Regions from separate parts of the Sus scrofa genome. Here region 2 is linked to region 1. Evidence: chromatin contacts called from public HiChIP or PLAC-seq data. All regions are on one chromosome and are shown on one strand. Each heading gives the region's core, a stretch centred on a gene start, on an enhancer-like site or on the middle of the called end of the contact. The rest is flanking DNA. Distances are from core to core; before and after follow the strand shown. Region 1 holds the start of ARFGAP3 (ADP-ribosylation factor GTPase-activating protein 3). Region 2 holds the start of A4GALT (lactosylceramide 4-alpha-galactosyltransferase).

Region 1 (4,110 bases), core at 1,137-3,636:
CATAGTTTTACCTTTTCCAGAATGTCACAAGGATGGAATCATACAATGTGTAGCCTTTTGAGACTGTCTTACCTTTCTCTTCACATAATTCATCTGAGATCCATCCACCAACTTGTCTTTCACTTCATATTAATTCATCTGCAATCCATCCAAGAGTTTCATGCCTCAGTAAGTTGCCCCTGTTTAGTGCGGGTAGTTTTCATCGAATGAATTTACCACGTTTGTTAATCCAGCTGAAGGATATTTAGGTTGTTTCCAGTTTTTTATTATGAATAAATGTATTATAAACATTCAAGTACAGTTTTTTTGTGTAAATGTTTTCATTTCACTTTCCAATTATTTTATAATATTGTAATACCGTAAATATTAATGACAATCCTAAATCTTTTATCCCATTAAAGGAAGTAATGATATCAGCTTAAATTTCTATCTTTTTAAAAAAATCAACCAATAACATAATTATTTAAATATTTTACCTTTTAAAATGGGGGCATTTGTGAATTTCCAAAAATATGAAACCAAGCAGGACCCTGTGGGGCTCTCCTGGGTGCCAAAGCCCCTCTGTGTCCCCCATTTCTGGTTTGTGAAAAAGGGCTTTAGTCTCGCAGGACTTCCCTGAGCTCCAAAGAGCAGATTCAAGCAGTTATTAATTAGGGAACTGAAAGGACTGAAGACACAGAGGAAAAACACTCAAGAAACCAGTTCACCGATAAAACAGTCCCAGTTCCTCCGTAACAACTGTCATCCAATCGGATACATATCTTTGCGTTGTTCTGCAGAAACTAAGACCCCACCCACCCAGGTGGAGGATGTTGACGGCATGGGGACCACAAGCACACCGACCACAGACTGGCTGGAAGCAGAAGGTTCCTGAAACATCACCCGTTAACTCACCACCCACCAATCAGAAGGAAGTTCAAGAGCTAAAACCCTCACCCCAATGTTGTCTTTGAAACTCTTTCCCTGGAAACCACCGAGGAGTTTGGATCTTGCTCGGTGCCTACAGTAAACACGCACCACGGCATCAGTAAATTGGCTTTGCTGCTCAGTGAGCAAGAAGAGCCAAGTTCAGTTCAGGAGCAAGTGCGCTGCCTTAGCCTACAGGGGTTGGTGGAAATCAGATAAGGCTGCTCCTGATTCCAGGAACTCAGTTTCTTTGTTTTGTTTTTCCCAGGCTAGGGGTCAAACGGGAGCTGCAGGTGCTGCCTAATACCGCAGCCACAACACCACCAGATCCAAGCCATGTCCTCCACCGACACCAAGCTCACAGCAACGCCAGATCTTTAACCCACTGAACAAGGCCAGGGATCGAACCTGCGTCCTCATGGATAATAGTCAGATGCGTTTACTGTCGAGCCAGGACAGGAACTCCTCAAGGGTATATACTTTAACTCAGTACCAGGAAGAACTTTCAAACAGAGCTGTCTGCAAAAATAACTTACTGTTCTGGAAGGTAATAAATTTCCCTTCCTTGGCAGAGGTCCAACTTCCCCCAGGGTTTCTACTCACACAGGTTGAGTGAACAATTCCCAGCCTCTAAAAGCAGAAAGACCACTGCCAAAGCCTTTTCCAGGGCCTCCCTGGCAGCCGCTCTCCTGTGCTGCTCAGCGCTGATCCCCCCTCTCTCATCCCATTGCACAGATGAGCAGACCAAGCTTTAGCGAGGTGACCCGAGCAAGGTCACAGCGCTGGGAAGGAGCTGGCTGGACCGTGCATTTGACCCCAAGACCTGTTATCCTTCCCTGAGCCGCAGAGCCTTACCTAGGGGCTCCACATCCACTAATGCAGAAGAGGCACCTTTCTCCAAGCGTTAAAACCCTCTGGCGAGTAAGGGTAGGAAAAGGCCAGCTTCTTTTCCTGTCTATATTTATCCATTCTGACCCGGCGCCTTTCGCCTCTGGAGAACTGCTACTTGTCACTGACACACTCAAACTGATACTGTAAGAAAACCAGTTTTCGGCATTGGAGGCTTCCCACTCAGCGCTCAGCTTTAGCTTACGGGAAAAAAAAAAAAAAAAAAAAAAAGCAACTAGAGAACCCAGCATCTGGACTCCCGGATGCCGCAGGAAGGCCCTTGCCTCTCGGTTCCTCCTTTGCCACTTGGAGGAGCAGGTTCTGCCACCCTCACAGGGAGGAGGCCAGAAGACCCGGCGAAGAAAGCAGTCGGTCAGCCGACGTGGTGGTCCCCACTGAGGTGCTGGTGGGCGCAGACCTCCGCGGGGCCCGGCTTCCACACCCACAGCCCGGCGCGAACGGCGAGCGAGACTCCTGCGCACGCGCGTGCAGCGCCGGGGGCGGGGCCTGAGGGGCGGAGCCGGCGGCCCCCCCGAGCCTGGGCCCTAGGGGAGAGCGGCGCGTGCGCTCTGGGCGGTGGGCGGGGCCTGGGCGGGGACATCGAGAGGCGGGGTCGAGCGTCACGCGCAGCCCCGCCCCTCCGCCGTCGTCTACCTCCTGGAGGCGGCAACCGCTGCTGCTCTGCCCTTCCCGGTTGGCAGGGGCCAGCTGCGCCTCGGTTCTTTGGTGACCATGGGGGACCCGAGCAAGCAAGACATCCTGACCATCTTCAAGCGCCTCCGCTCGGTGCCCACCAACAAGGTAACGGCCGCCGGGCGTGTTCAGGCTTGTTTGGCATCCTTGCTGGACCCCGCGGGCGGCCCCTGCGGCGGCAGTGGCCACGGCCGCGGGAGGAGGAGCTGGCCCGGCCTGTGACACGTCGCACTGTGCGGCCGCAGCGGCTGGGCCTCGCCTGGGTCCAGACTGTGCGCCGCCCCCCCAGTCTCAGGAAGGGAGAGGCAGAAGAGGGGGCGCACACCGGGGTCCAGAGCAGGGCAGGCACCGAGGGGCCCTGGGTGCCGGAAGTGTGAGCATCTGGGGGTCCCGGGGGCGGACATTTGTGGGTTCCTGACACCGGGCCGAGGAACTTAAAGGAGGACGGAGGCGGCTTTTGGGGGTGGCAAAGTGAAGTGGCCCCTGAGTTCCTGAGAATACTGAGGGCTCATACACGGGACTCCTGCGACCTGGAGCAGACCCCGGACACCGTAGGCCACCTGTGACCCAGCCGGGAAGCGTGCACGGGGCAGAAACAACAGCTGGTAGCCCTGGGCGCTTGGGAAAACTCGACTCACCCCCTTTCCCCCTCGAGCTCACCTCTGAAGCTCCTCAGGGGCGCCTGTTAGAGCCTGGATTGTTCCCTGTGCCCTTTGGCGGCAGCCTCAGCTTCCCTGTCCGATAAAGCTGCTAAGTGGTCACTGCAGTGGCTTTGAGCTCTTTTCTCTTACGAGAAAGCCCACCACAACCCTTTCCCTTCCTAACCTTTGGGTCTCTTTGGAGATTGGGGTTTTCCTTTCTTTTTTTCATCTCCAGAGCCTGTTTCCCCCCCATGACTCTTACAACTTTTGGCTCCTGGCTGGAGATGGGATGACGCATGGGGCTAAAGTGACACCGTCCGCGGAGGATCACAGATCGGAGTGGAACCTAGACAGTGCAAAGGGCTGTCGTGTCAGCATGGACTCTCCCCTCTGCTCCTGTGACAGGAGTTCTGTCTGGTCCCCCCTGTCACCTCCACCACAACAGCTATTAACCAGTACGGTCATGCGTCATGACCCTGAAGTCCCTGAGTTTTACAGAATTTAGATGTCTTTGTTTTAAGTCTAGGTGGAGGTGAGCCCATATTTTTACAACCTAAGAGAAGTGAGAAGGAAAAAGATGACGGTAGGAGAGTCAGGAGGAGAAAGGAATTCTCCAGTGCCAATTTCTTTGCTATTTTCTTGATTTTCAAATGTAGATTGACCTGTTTATAAAGAGTGGTTGCTGTAAACCAGACTAGATTAAGATCTGCTTAGCAGTGTGGAAATTATATTTTTTGTTTGCTACATCTCAGAAACACAACGTGTGAACTGATCAAAGGGAAGGTGCCCCTTTTAAATAAGTCAATGAGTTGATACCAAAAACACTTTTGAGGGACGTGTATGCTTTCTTGTAAATGTTTATCCAGATCCTGTGACTTTCTAACTGTGTCACCTTGGGCAGGTTGTTTGACGACTTTATACCTTTTTTCCTCATCTGAAAATGGGCATGAGCTGGGTCTAATTCAGAGGGTTATTGTGAGGC
Region 2 (4,277 bases), core at 507-3,006, 90 kb after region 1:
TCTGGCAAGGGACTCCGTCCTCAGTAGGGGATAGGAGGCGGGTGAGAACAGGCCGGTGGCACTGGGGAGGGAAGGATCCGAAAAAGCAAGTGGAGATGATTCTGGGGGAAGGCAGGAGAGGATGGGAGGTAACGGGGTGAACAGAGGGCCTCTGTTTTGCTTTTTGTTTTCTTGTGCATTTTATTAAAATGGGAGAGGCTCCAGCCTGCTTATGGGTGGAGCAGCAAGTGCCGTAGTGAAAGATTGTATCAATTAGGATTCTTCTTTGTACAGGAAAAAAGAATCCAGCTCCTCTGGTTAAACCAAAGTGTACAATGGGAAAGCCGAGGGCCAGTCAGATCAGGCCCAGAGGGCCCGAGGGACCCAGAGGCTCCGGGGCTGTCATGTTCCCCTATGTGTGTCTCAGAGCTTGGCCTGCCTGCCTCTGTTCTGGGAGGCGCCCTTCCTTCACCGGGTGGCGAGGCACCTTAAAGCTCTGGTCTACACACTCCCTACTCCTGGTGCAGAAGAGAACATGCCCAGAGCCCACGCCAAAGAAAAAGGATGCTTTTCTCTCTCCCAGACTTCAAACGGTGTCCCAGGGTGGCCAGGCTCCCCAGGCAGAACTTTGCAGATAAGTAAACTGAGGCAGAGCAGGGCTGGCCTGTGGGCTCTTCCAACCGCATCACCCCCTCCCTGCAACAGCGGGGGTGGGCTTTTCTTCTGAGTTCAATGGGGAGCCACTGAGGGGGGGAGGGCAAAATGACAGATTAGGGGGAAGAGTGGAGACAAGGGCAAGAACCTGATTAGATGGGTTTTCAAGGAAAATGGGAGGCGAGAGACTGTGACAGCTTGGAGAAATGACACTTGGTGGACTTTTGCCGTGAAGGGAATGGGAGGAAATGAGGCAACAGTAGCTGGAGGGGGCAAAGGGGTCCTAAGAGGTTTTTTGATTTCCTCTCTCTCTCTCTCTCTCTGCTTTTAGTTTTAAGATAATAGGAGAAGTAAGAGCATGTGAATTGATGGGATTGATTGGGGAGAGGGGAGAGAGGGCAGAACCACCAGATCAGTGTCTTGGCTTAAAGGGTAAGATCTTGTGGACAAGGGGAGGGGGTTTTCGGGCCAGGAGGGGCAGATCAGCCTGGTCCCCAGAGCAACAGGGAAGTTGGGCGCCATCCCAGGAGGTGGTCGGATGGGGGGGGGAGCTGGTGGAATTTTTATGCTGGTTCATTCATTCAAAGGCTAATAATCTGGGACGTTCTAAGTGGCAGGCTGTTGTCGGGGCTGCGATGGAGTGTGGGCTTTTTCTCAGGGGCCCGAGCACTGGTCATCAGCCCATCAGCCGCGAAAGAGGATGTGAGAGGAGGAAGTGAGCTCAGCACAGCCAGTTTGCAATGGACCAGGCAGAGAGCGAGGGAGGAAAGGACAGAGCAGCGAGGGCTGTGCGGTTGAACACGGGGTGATGCTGCCGAGACGTTCAGCACGGGTCACACGGTGAGGAGCGCAGGAGGGACAGTGGCACCAGTCAGGCCAGAGTTCATACTGCCCCCTCTCCGTTGCATGACGCTGAAGTTACTCAACCGCGCTGAGCCTCGTTTTTCTCATCTGTTAAATGGGGGAAATGGGATAAAAACCCCACAGAGTAAACGGCAGGGGTGCACGGAAAGCGCACCCTACCTGTCGGCCCGCAGGCAGGTGATGGTGCAGCCGGGAGCCTGGCGGACGCGCGGGCTTGGGGAGCGGGGACCCCCCTCAGGGGCGGGGCGGCGCTGACCACGCCCCGGGCCAGGGGGCGGGGCTCCCGCCCGCTGGACTCCCGGCGCTGCCCTTCCAGCCGCCTCGCCGCCCGGCCCGTCAGAGGGCCCGCGTGGTCCGCCTCCCGGAGCCGCGGGAAGCAGAGGTACGAGGGGCCGCGCGCAGGGTCCAGCTGGACGGGCTCTGGAACACGGACCTGGGGGCGCCCCGGGCCCCGGAGGGGAGGAGCGCTGCGAGAAGGAAGGGGAAGGGGAAGGAGCAGAGGCTGCGGAGGGGCGGGAGGGCTGGGCCCCCGCCTGCCCGGGCCACCTGTTTTGGAGGGACGCTGGTGTGCGCACCGACTGGGCGCGCTGGTCCCCCGGCCGCCGCCTCCACCCCGACTGCGCCCGAAGTTGAGCGCGGCGGCTGGACCCGGAGCCCGGCCGGCGCGGGGAGGGCGCGCCCCGCCCGGGAGCCCTCGGGGCAGCCCCTGCAGGGCCGGGCGCCGTGGTGGGAGAGAGGGGCCCTTGCGGGTGGGAAGCCGGGTCCGCGTCGCTCTGTCTGGGGGGCGCGGAATCGCCTCGGGAGGCCTCGCTGCCGGCTGTGCTCGCCCCGGGCCCTGGTGCGGGTGCGGCTGGGGAGAGGAGTAGGGAGCGGCCGGCGGGATCGAGGCTGCCGGCCGGGAGGCGTCCCTCTGGGCCCTTAGGGATGCTGAGGCTGTGGACGGCCGAGAGGAAGGAAGGGCCCTCCACGTGGAGGGATGGCCTGGGTCAGAGCTCGGGAGTGGGAAGGTCGGGCCTGAGCGCTCCCTCTCGGAGGTCCGGTCCGCAGCCCCCCTCTTTCCGGACTGCTTTTCTCCCTCCCTCTTCTCCAGGTTGGGAAGGTTGGGTCCGACTGGGGGCTGCAGTGTGCTTGGGAGAAGTTCTGGCTGGGAGGTCCAGTCTGAGGGTCCACTCCCTTTCGTCCTAGGGGAGACCCTGGCCTCAGTTTCCTCATCTGACACCTGCGAGTGGAAGGTCCCACCTCCTTGCCGGACGCTGCCCACCCTTTACCTCTGAGAGGGTTCAAAGCCACTTCCCCTGCCCACCCCCCTCTCAGGAGGACACCCTTTCTGTCTCCCCCAGATATGGAGTGATTGCTCTGTGAAGGCCCCGGGGGTCTCTGGAAGGCCGCTAGGCCCTCCTTTATCAAACACCCAGGAGCATGGGATGTGCACTCACTCTGGCACCCCCTCCCCGGGCTGCCCAAGGACTCCCCCACTGTTACCTCCTCCCAGAGAAGGGGGAGCCACCCGGCCCAGGGTGACAAGGCAGGGCCCAGGCTGGCCGGACTATCCCCTCCATGCTCACGCCTGCCCCCCACATTCCCACAGCCAGAGCCCCTAGGGGAGTCTCCGCATCAGGCCCAAATAAAGAAAAGAAAATGAGAGTCAGAGACGGAATCCTCTCAGTTGTTCATTTTCCTCCCACATGTGTTTCTGGTGCTTCTAGTGCCTGTCCCCGCTTATCTGCTAGGGCCACTTAATAAGAGGACAAACTCCGAAGTGGAAATTCTTTAAAATACTCATCCGAAGCCAGGTAGCTGCCCAGGCTAGTGGACTTCCTCTGGACGCGTGCAAGGGTCCCAGGTCCACAGTGTGTGCAGGCTTGGCAGAATCTTTCGAGGTGACTTCCTTGAAACATCAGGAAATTGGGACCCACCGCATCACCAGATGAGTCCCAGCCAGCAGCTCCCCAACCCACGTGGCCACGGAGGGCCAGATCTCCAAGGGCTCCAGGGGGCCGGTTCCCCAAGGGTCAGAATTGGGATCAGGGCCAAGTGAGACAAGGTGGCTGCCAGGGACATTTGCAACAGGAAAGGGAGAAGGAGGGGATGAGAAGAAAGGTGTGAAAACAGCCCCCCCCTCACTCCCCCCACCCCACTGCACCTCCTGGTGGGTAGAGGGTGTGGCCTTCGACCTGGCCACCCAAGCTGTGCTGGGCTGTGCCGTCTGGAATGCACCTCCTCCGAGGCGTGCCCTCAACTCCTGTTGATTAACCTGCGTTCCATTGTCTCACCCCGACTGGAAGCTCCTGGAGGGAGGAATCTCGTCTGAAGCCCAGTGCTCAGGCCTTGACTACATTTTGCTTGAATGAATGAACGGAAAGAAGTAGGATGAAAAATTTCTGCAGTCGCATCACTTGGAGATGACGATTGTAAATATTTTTCAGTGCTTACCTATTGTTTCGTCATACTCGTTAATGGATCTCATTTGACGTTTAGGGTCGTTTTTAATATTTGGCTCTTTCAGATAATGTTGCATTGAGTTTATCGATGAATTTACACAGTGCCAGTTTTTTTCTGGAAAGGTAATGAATTACCTGGTAGTTGATGCATGTGAACCTCTAGAGCGGCTACACCTAGAGCCAGCTGGCCTCCAGAGGGACTATACCATTGCCTTCTTCCTTAGGCTGTGAGTGTGCATTTCTTGTTATTTCCTGGAAATGAAATTACTGGGTCAGAGGATGAAGGTCTAACATCTCTGTGTGTTTCCTAACCATTCATTTGAACTCATCGTTGAGATA

Evidence for each region. HiChIP or PLAC-seq counts read pairs in DNA pulled down with a chosen protein or histone mark.
Region 2: an H3K27ac HiChIP or PLAC-seq map of alveolar macrophages shows a contact between it and region 1. The contact joins the promoter of A4GALT here to the promoter of ARFGAP3 in region 1. A contact is called at or near these places in 1 of 5 promoter capture datasets (fetal liver), 1 of 47 Hi-C or Micro-C datasets (heart right ventricle) and 1 of 2 datasets of contacts at active chromatin or transcription factors (alveolar macrophages).

The regions. Positions count from the first base shown.
Region 1 is chr5:5,991,751-5,995,860 of Sscrofa11.1, forward strand. It overlaps ARFGAP3 (ADP-ribosylation factor GTPase-activating protein 3), which reads left to right and starts at 2,387. Exons shown (of 16, transcript XM_003481526.4): 1 at 2,387-2,595. The coding sequence starts at 2,527. LOC110260619 (a long non-coding RNA gene) reads right to left here and starts at 2,290. Exons shown (of 2, transcript XR_002343865.1): 1 at 1-2,290. LOC110260620 (a long non-coding RNA gene) reads left to right here and starts at 2,602. Exons shown (of 2, transcript XR_002343867.1): 1 at 2,602-2,860; 2 at 3,364-3,827.
Region 2 is chr5:6,082,037-6,086,313 of Sscrofa11.1, forward strand. A4GALT (lactosylceramide 4-alpha-galactosyltransferase) reads left to right here and starts at 1,757. Exons shown (of 3, transcript XM_005663760.3): 1 at 1,757-1,879.